2 separate regions of the Muntiacus reevesi genome follow, and region 1 is linked to region 2. The links are chromatin contacts, called in public Hi-C maps. All regions are on one chromosome and are shown on one strand. Each heading gives the region's core, a stretch centred on a gene start, on an enhancer-like site or on the middle of the called end of the contact. The rest is flanking DNA. Distances are from core to core; before and after follow the strand shown.

Evidence for each region. Hi-C and Micro-C count contacts between places; a contact is called where the count stands out from the background.
Region 1: a contact with region 2 is called in a Hi-C map of blood, with 5 times the contacts expected there. The contact joins the promoter of CWC15 here to the promoter of NPAT in region 2. A contact is called at or near these places in 2 of 3 Hi-C or Micro-C datasets (blood and muscle).

What each region holds. Positions count from the first base shown.
Region 1 is chr9:75,588,599-75,593,262 of mMunRee1.1, reverse strand. CWC15 (CWC15 spliceosome associated protein homolog) reads left to right here and starts at 1,730. Exons shown (of 7, transcript XM_065945264.1): 1 at 1,730-1,828; 2 at 3,113-3,251; 3 at 3,837-3,949; 4 at 4,541-4,629. The coding sequence starts at 3,121.
Region 2 is chr9:73,419,079-73,424,249 of mMunRee1.1, reverse strand. It overlaps NPAT (nuclear protein, coactivator of histone transcription), which reads right to left and starts at 3,143. Exons shown (of 18, transcript XM_065943955.1): 1 at 3,002-3,143. The coding sequence starts at 3,038.

The DNA.
Region 1 (4,664 bases), core at 481-2,980, 2.2 Mb before region 2:
CTATGACAAAATAAAACAGGGTGATGTGATGCTATTTGTGTATTGGTAGGATGGGGGTGTAAAAGTAGATGTCAGGAAACCTGAGGAGGTCGTCTTTGAGTTGAGACTTGAAGAATGGTAGTACAGCTATACCGAGGCACATACAACAGAGAAAAGCCAGTGCAAAGAAATCTAGTCTGTGAAACAGAAATGCAGTGTTGCCTGTGGCTAGAGCTTAGTGTGTAGCACAATGATTAGAAGTGAAACCAGGGAGATAGGTAGGAACCAAACCCTGAAAACTCTCAGGTCAGGTCACATTAAGCAATTTGATTTTTATTCTAAGTGCAGTGAATTTTTGTGCAGGAGAGTAACACTACCTGATTCACGATTTTAAAAGATCCCTCTCATTTTTATATGCAAAGTTAACTGTGGGAGAAAAGTGGGAGCAGGAAGATCATTAGGGGACAATTACAATCCAGGTAGAAAATGACGGTGGCTTGGACTAAGGCAGTGGAATGAAATTTGGGGTATATGCTGAAAGTAGAATAGGGAAGACTTGCAAATAAACAGGATGAGAAAAGTGAAGGAAAAGGAATTTAAGCAGGAGGCCTGGGATTCTGGTTTGAGTAACTAGCCTGATGGTAGTGTGTCCTTTACCTAGACGTGGAAGGTTAGGAGAGTAATACCCTTGTTGAGAAAAATCAAGATTAGCAACTTGAATTTTATGAGGGAAGCATTTTCTAATGTTTTGTTTCATTTAAAGTTCAAAGAAAGGGTTCTGGGGGCGTGAGTGGGGGAAGCTTTTTTCTGTTCGATATTATGAGCTCTTTACATTTGAAACTAAGTTGGGGGAGTTGAATTTTCATTTCTTTAACATGTATCTACTGAGCATCTACTGTGGCCAAGGATTATGTGATTAGATACCAAGTTGAACTAGAAAGGCACACAAAATCCACGCTCCCAGGGGGCTTTTGGTGGGGGAAGGAGTTAGGACGATACGTGATTTTTTTATTTTCCTGTTGCTATCTTACGAAAACTTCACCTAACGCATGAGTAGCCATCTTACAATACTAACTGCATCTAGGGCTCCTGGTAGTTTGGCCCACCGTCCTAAACGTTCAATGTCGGTTAGTACATAAATGAATCTAAATAGTGACACCTCCCCTCCCACTAGAACTTAGGCTTTTTTTAAAAGTAAAAATTTTAACGAACGTTACGAATACAACCTTCGTTGTGAAGACTAATATTTTTGCAGGAATGGTACCTTTATAAAGATCGTGGTTGCCCCCGTACATATTTGTTCTTTCTTCATATCCAATTAAATGCAAATACTACTTTCCGTAGCCCAACTCTCTAGGCTTGTTGGGTCTAGCTCAGGAGAAAGGAAGCAGGAGCCGTTGGATTTTAAACAGTTTGGTGTAATCCTTTTCTATGCTCTCTCGCTAGCCGGGTATTTGGTGTCGGCTACCCGCGGCTCTCCGTTCACGCAGTACCGGAATGAAGGAATCTGGGAGGGAGTCGGGAAAGGAAAAGAAGGAAGAGACATTAACTGGCTCTCGAAGGTACAAACCGACGTTCACCGTCTACTCTAAACGACGGATTTCAAATGCCCGCCCCCTGGACCGTTTCAGCCCCGCCCCTTGCGTCCTCACTTCAACTTCCACCTTGGTCTCCGCTGATTGGTCCTTGCCTCCGCCTCCGAAGGGCGGCAGAAGAGTTCGGGGTTTGCTTCCGGGTCTTGGGCTTTTTTTTTTTTTTTTTTTTGCCGCGGGTGCAGAGGTTTCTGGGAGCAGAGTCATGATGGCGTCTGTATGATCTCCGGAGGCAGCGGCGTCGGAGCTCGGCCAAAGTGAGCGGCAAGACGAAAGCGGACTGTGGGTTGGGCCGTAAGGGGCAGTTGGCAGCGGAGGCAGAGAAACTGGTGCGGGCGGTGGAGGCGCCAGAGCTCCAGACGAGGATAGTCGAGTGTGGGTGGGGCCGTAAGGGGGCAGTTGCGGGCGGAGGCAGAGAATCCAGTGCGGGCCGAGCGGGCCCCAGAGAGGCTGGACAGGGAAAGCGGCATGTGGGCGGGGCCGGAAGGGGCAGCTGGGGGCGGAGTCAGCTAACACGGTTTAGGCCGCAGAGGCCCGGGAGCTGCCGACCGGGAGAGCCGGCTGTAGGTGGGGCCGGAAGGGGCAGCTGGGGGCGGAGTCAGCCTGTACGGGCGGAGGCGACGGCGGAGCTGCAGGCGAGCGGTAGCGCTTGGCGCTTAGGGAGCGTGTCTCTGGTCGCCGAGAGCGCACCGCCAAGGCGGCTCTGCAGAGGGCCGCCCCTCGCCCCCTGGGATAGGGGAGAAGAGTCAGCGGGTTCCCTGTGATAGCCTGGAGGTGAACTCCCCGCCCCAGGGATGATTCTCTGTTGGGGGAGGCGGCGGTGCTCCCCTGCGGCCTGCAACCCTGTTTCTGTCTCTCTGGATACATCCCTCTCCCCCCGCCCCCCCTTTTTTTCCGGAAAATCTAGAGAAGTTTATCGTTTCCCCCTGACACTTGCTTTTCTGACGCTAGATGTTTCAGTAACCACAAACGGGTCCTTAATTTTTGGTTATCAGAGCTCTTTGAGGGTGGGCTCTTGTGTTTCCAGCATTTCTTAAATAGTAACTTGCAAAAGATCTGATTTATATTACGTTGGCTGCTGCTGGAGGAAATTTGATCAACAAAAGATTGCTGGAGATATTTGCCTATGTAACTGTAGTTGAAGTTTAGCACACTTTTTTCTAGAACACTCAGTAACTGTGTCAGTGATTTTTTTTTTTTAAAGATGTTTTTGTTTTTGTCGTTGCTCCCGTGTTCTGTGTGAGGTTTAGATGAAATGGGAGTAAGAAGTCTGGTGGCATGAGGTTGAGTGGAGATGTTTAAAACTCAGACGTGACTGTACTCTATTTTACAAGGGTTTTGATGTGTCAAGTCTCTTGATTTAATAATCTTATGAGGAATATCCCCATTCCGCAGATGACAGAAACTTAAACTTGGTGGCTTGCCAGGGGTCACAGATGTTTGAGGGAATGAACTAGGGCAATTATTTCACAGGGATGGATATTGATTAATGCTTTTCAAAATGAGAGTTTGTTTAAATAACTTGGCACTGTTTTTCAAAGCATAAAAGATGACAACAGCAGCTCGGCCAACTTTTGAACCTGCAAGAGGTGGAAGAGGAAAAGGTGAGGGTGATTTGAGCCAGCTCTCAAAGCAGTATTCAAGCAGAGACCTACCCTCTCATACAAAGATAAAATATAGGTAATGAAGCCTTTTATTTTTTTCTTGTTTCACAAGCAAGATCAAATCTGTTAAATGATATGGTCATGAGATAGCGTGTTTGGGTTATTATCACTCAAGTTACCTATTTTCATAGGGGTAGAATGTAGTAGTGTTTCTGACACCAAAATGATGCTCCATGATTTGAAAGTGCTACCAGATATTCCTTAAGGAGAAATTCCAGTTTACCAGGAATTTCTATATGTAGATTGAACAATGACTAGTAACACATTCTGTCAGGAGGAGTAAGCACTATCAATACTAATCAGTATGAGATTTAAAGTGTTGCTGTAACAAGCCCTGAGTTAGCATACTAACGAAAAGTGAAGGCGTTTTGATCAGCCTGCTGCCTTACAATGGGAAAGTGTGTTGATTTAGTTTGAGGTTATTGACATCACAGGATGCCTCTTAGTAACTTTCAGATTAGACTAATGATCTTGTTGATTCCCCTAGTGGAATTTTATGCTTTAGGGACTCAGGATGAAGTTGTGTTTCTTGAATTGTCTTCTGTTATTACAGCCATTTGTATTTTAGAAGTAACTTTGCCTTGTTTTGTTTCTACTTTAGACAGACCACTCAGGATGCCCCCGAAGAGGTTCGAAACCGTGATTTCAGGAGAGAGTTGGAAGAGAGAGAGAGAGCTGCTGCAAGAGAAAAAAACAGAGATCGGCCAACCCGAGGTACCAACACTCCCTTAGACATTTCTCTCATGACATTATGTTGACAAATAGTTTTTCTTTCATGTAGTAATAGGAATAGATTATTATTTTTGTTTGTTTGCTTTTAAAATTGGGTAAGAGCTATAGCAGTTTCTTGAAAGATTGGATTGGATTGATTGGATTAGATTACATTGAGTTGGATTAGAGATGATAATGAAATTGATGCCAATTTCATCTTTTTATGCTTCTTATTAGAACTAGGGTATATTTAGCAACCATTGTTTCAATTCAGATTAAAGAGTTTTTGACTACTTAGAGCAGCCAGACTTTTTAAGTCCCCATGGTTTCTGTCTGTGAAGTTCTTCCATTTTTATTTTTAGCATGTGTAAACTATATCCTAAATTTCCTGAGGCCACAGTTCCCATACTAAAATCAGTACTTTTGTTAACTCATTCAGCAAGTATTTGTCTAAGACTTACTTGCCTGCCCCTGTTGTTATAATCCCTACTGTCAGGTTTAAGATCTAAGCGCTCTCTGCCCACAAGTCCCTAAAATGTTACTGGAAATACAGGATTTGATTCAGTGAGCTAACTAATGTTTGTTTTCTCCCAGAACATACAACCTCCTCTTCGGTGTCAAAGAAGCCCCGATTGGACCAGATTCCTGCTGCCAACCTTGATGCAGATGACCCCCTAACAGATGTATGTATTACTTCTTCCTCTCATCTGCATGTAGT
Region 2 (5,171 bases), core at 1,894-4,393:
ATGGAGTAGCAAATGGCAACCCACTCCAGCATTCTTGCCTGGAAAATTCCAAGGGCAGAGGAGCCTGGCAGGCTATAGTCCATGGGGTCGCAAAGAGTCGGACATGACTGAGCACACACAAACGAAGAATACTAAATAGGTCAAAAAGTAAGTTTTGGTTTGGGAAGGCAAAGTTCTACAAGTGAATGATGGTGATGGTTACAGAAAAATATGATTGTACTTAATGCCACAAAATTGTAAAAATGGCTCCAATGGTTAAATTTCATATTAAAAAAAAAAGAACAAATAAACACACAGCTACAATAAAACAAAGAAAGAGTATGTACAAGTAATCTACAACGCCACCAGAGCGTGTAAGGAGAAAGTACTAACTGTACCTGCTGGAAACAGTTTGAGATTACAACTGACCTGAACCTTAAATACAAGTGTACAAGGAAGAGAGGAAGAAAAACACTGCAGGCAGAGGGAACAAAATACATTAACAAGAGTATCTGGAGAAACTGCAAGAGGTTTGGAATGCCTGGGGCATAGGGCATATGTTGAGAACTTGAGATCAAGCAAAAGAGACTTGTAGGATCAGGTCCGCAGAATACCTTGTCTGACATACTAATAAAACCAAAACTGGTGGCCCAGAAATAACAAATGGCACTTTGATGTATATATTTTGACCTGTACAATATTTAAAGAAATTCTAGCAAGGCAATAGCTGGATATAGCTGAGTAGCAAGGCTATTCAAATGGAGCAGTGAGGTACAAAAGTCAGTGCAGTATGTTGAAGACTGAAAGTTAAGTAAGGAAATACAGTAACTAAGCAGAGCTTATTCTTTGAATGAATTTGACTTGTGAAAGGGTAACATAGAGCATTAGATAAAATAAGAGGTGGGGGTCTAGGAAAGTGTTTTGGTATGTGTGGATAAGGGTAAAAAACCTAATTATGTAAATTCTAAGGGGAAAACTCTATTTTTAGCAATTGGCACAGTGCCTGGAACATACTAAGCAACCAAAGATTTGCTGCAAGAACATGATGAAGAAAAGGGGCAACAATGAGAAGGACTGAAGGAGTACTGAGAGGGAGGGGGTACTGACAGAAGAATCATGGGCAAAGAATAAAACTCTTAATTTTTAAGCTACTAAGTTTTGTGACTCATAGATCTCCGTGGTGACATGATAATGCTAAATGAAAAAAGCAAAAGTGGTGAGATTTGCTTTTTTTGGTAGTATATACTCTTTTGTACAACTTGAAATTTTTGGTAAGTGAACAACTCTTTCAACTATTAGAACTGGAGGTGTAGTGTTAATGCTTTAGGCAGATTTTTGTAACCATAAATAAGATGAATTGCAAGACTATATGAGAAACTATGAAAATAGTCCAAAGGAGAAATAGGATGCATACTGTTAGTACTGGTGGCAATAAAAATGGAATGTGAATGACAAATAAGAATTTTAGGATAAGAAACAATGACTGCCTCCAACTAATAAAAAAAAAAAAAAGAAACAATGACTGTAATTTTTACCAGTTTTTAAAGAAGGAGGAAGTCTAGGAGAATATTCACAAGTTTGTTTAAAGTATTACAGTTAGAAAATCATACTGCTTTCTTAAGACCAGTGGTCCTTGCCCTCCAGGAAATATACTGGCAATATCTGGACACTTACTTTATTCTGACAATTGGGTGAAGGCAGGAACTGGGTCCCTGCTGGCATCTAATGGATAGAAGCCAGGGATGCTGCTAAACATCCCACAAAGCAAACAGGACAGCTACCATAATAAAGTATGTCAGTATTATTGTGAATTTTGTGAGTCTACTCCGGATCTGTTTACAAATAAGCCTAATTAATATAACAATTACAAGATAGACAGCTTTCTTCTTAGATGTAGGTTAACTGTTAATATTCAGCTCTGATAAAGTGTGCAAAAGATTAACCAAACATTAACAAAATATTAGTTTAAATTTAAGTGATTATTTTCTCCAAAAACAGATGGTAGAACCATTACCCTCTAAAGTTTCCTGCAAAATGTGCTTGTCAAGAGTCTGTGCATGAAAACTTTTTTCTTTTTTTGGACAGGGCCGAATACTTTAAAAAGGGAATAAGAAATGGATTTTTCTGACAGTAAAATAATGTTAGTAACGGCCTTTAGATACCAAGGCAAGTTTTAGAACAGATGTTTACCATTTAACCACTCACATATGATGTCTGTAAATCTGGCTCCGGTTTTGAGTTTTATGTGGCTCTCATTCCCAGCAATACAATACTCTTTATTCTTTCAGGGAACAAACAACAAAACCCGTTTCCTGCACAGACAATACACCCTGACAACTGGCAGTGTCACTCTTCAAACTGAGGAAAAACTAGGACTAGAAAACGTTCCACTGGAAGGCATTTCCAGTGAAAAGTCTTGCTAATTAAAAAAAAAAAAAAAGAATTGCTGATGTCTTAAAAGTATGCAATTGGCGTTTCAAACCTCTACATTCTACGACTTCTTGCAGGAGGCTGGGGGATAGAGGCAGGATCACTTCATTCGTTCCAAATTCGTAGCGCTAAAGGCAAGTTATGAGAAGGCCGTCAGAAAGGTCCTTCGCTAAAGCTGGGTGGCTGGGGAAGTCTTTTATTTTTCCTAATTCGGCCCCAGCTCTGACACGGGAAAGTGAGCCCAAGGTTGAAGAACACGCAGTCCATCCATCACGTAGGCAACTCCCCTGCAGGATTCTAATTGAGTGTGCAGGCCTGACTTTCCCTCCAAATCCGGGCCTCAGGTGTTCCACCCGGAGTTTCTCTTCAGCCGCCCCTCGCCACAGAGTCTCGGAAGAGTGGAGCATTCACACATAAAGAAACTTAAACCGCCCGAGCCTCCCACTGAAGAAGATTCACCGCCAGTCTGAACTTGCAGGTGGGGAGGCAAAGCCCCAAAGCTTTCCCACCCTGGGAAAAACCTCTGGCTCCAAAGGTCCTTCCGTCCGGCTTAGCCTGATCCAGTACCCCTCCCTCCCGCGCCGGCGCTTACCCAATACCAGCCGGGCTACGTCCGAAGGTAACAGCATGATCGAAGCCGCAGAAGGAACCGTAGTGAGAGACGAGACTCGGATAAAAACCAACACAGCGACAGCCCCTGCGCCGCATCTCCCGGTTCCAGTGGCGGCACTGAACCCGCGACAACTTGTCCCGCCTCTTTCGCTCCACGCCAGCCAATCGCTTCCGCCGGAGAAAGAAAGGCGCCGAAAAGAAACCCGCCTCCGTTCTACTTGGAGCTGTCGTCACATCCGCCCTCACATTTGGATAGGGGCGGGGCGGGAAGGCGGGAGGGGAGAGGCAGAGCCGGCGCTAGAGGGCGAGCGGCAGACGCAGGGCCGCTCGCCATTGGCTGACAGGGCGCACGCGCGTTTCCCTCAGCCGGGCCCTGTGTTTGGGGAGGCGGGTCTTGGGAGTGCAGAGCGTGCGTGTTGGGACAGCGTGGGCAAACGGTGCCCCGGCGCTAGTTCGCCTTAGTGCTTCCTTTGGGTAAAAGTACGCTGCGCTATCACTCCAGGTTTGATCCGGAAGCCGGAATAGTGCTGGGACAGCCTGCTCGGGCTTTTCGGGAGGCGGGTTGAGCGGGCTTCTAGGCTGCGGACATCACCGCTTACACAGATTCCACTTCGGCAAAGTCCAACGGTAGGGCCGCGGAAGAAGCTCAGTGGCTTCAGCGTTGGGGAATTCAGTCCTAGCTGAGCCGTTCAGCCCCTGCCTCCAGACGCACGCCTACAGAGCGGCCCTTTCCCCTTCTCTTTACCTCATTTAGCCTAGCCCCCTGTCCTTATGGCTTTCTTCTGCCCACCCATCGTGCTCCTGGCGTATTTAGTCTTCAGCCTTCTTGCTCATCCCCTTCCGGAGTTCAGATGTAACTGGATGGCTTGACTAATCATCTTTTTCTCTCCTCTCATAATTAGCAGTTTTAATCAGCGAGCAATTTGTAGAGGCTTAAACTGTAGTCTCCTGAGTAACGGCTTGGGCTTTGGAATCACTCTCCAGTTCAAAATTGTGACTGTCGGCTGACTGTGTACTATCTAGCCTGTGGTAATTCTATCCTGTGGTAAGTGTCGTGGTCTGTGTGGGGGTTGGAAAAGAATTTCCAGGCATGAGGCAGAATTAGAGGAGAATAAAATTTATTAGAGTGAGAGCTGCTGTTAAAACAGCTGGCCATTTCAGGGGAGAGCCAAACGCTTTTGCAGGCTTGCAGCCAGTTTCCATAACCTTAAGACAGAAACTTCCTACTGGAATGGTGGCATTAGGTGATTGGTAAGGATGCTCTTGGGTGGATAGTAGGGTGGGTATCTTACATATTAGGGGTTAGGGTACTGACTGGTTTAGATCCCGAGGGTCATAGCAACAGTTGCTATGGGGCTTAGTCAGTTCCAGGGATTTTTATCCTGTGACCTTGGTATAGGGCTCCACATTCCGCCCTTTTTTAATTTATGGGCCAAACTTTGGCCCCTTAACACCCTGCTCATGACTGCCTGTCTGCCTACCTTATCCTTGTCTTGGGCCTGGGGACCCAAGTCACTAAGGAGTGGGGCTTCTTCAAGCTGGGCAGGGACATTGTGGGGTCCTGAGTCCCAGTGCCCACTTTCTGCCAGGGTGCATTTACAGAGGGAAATGAGAGTCCACAAAATGATAAGGCAGCTTGTTCAGCGTTGTCTGGGTGTTGGCTGGGGGATATTCTAGTTGTATTACTATTTGGAGATTTATTTGTTGTATTCTAGAAGAAACAAACTTAAGAAGAAAATTAAAGAAACATGGCCCAAAGTTTAATAGAAGTAGAAAAACTGCTGAGGGGCTCACCAGGAGAACCAAGACCAGACACTGGTCCGTAACATTAGTGTTTCTCTAGGAAGATGCAGGAATTTGGGCTCATAAAAATCCTGACCTGAAAACATCTCTCTGAAGGCCTGTTCTTCCAGTTTTTCCCAGAACAGAGTGCCTTAATTCTGATCTCTACCCTGAACTTTTAGGGGCTGTTGTTGAAGGTCAGCAGCTTGCAGTCGTCATGATTTAATTTTTGTAGAGGCAGCTGGCAATTACCAATGTTCAGTCAGCAGGGCCCCTTCGTAGCCGCATTTTTGATCATACGTTGGAGGCATTTCGTGGCCACTGTGTCCCACGATGCTGGGAAGACTCATTCCCAAGTCTAGTGAAGA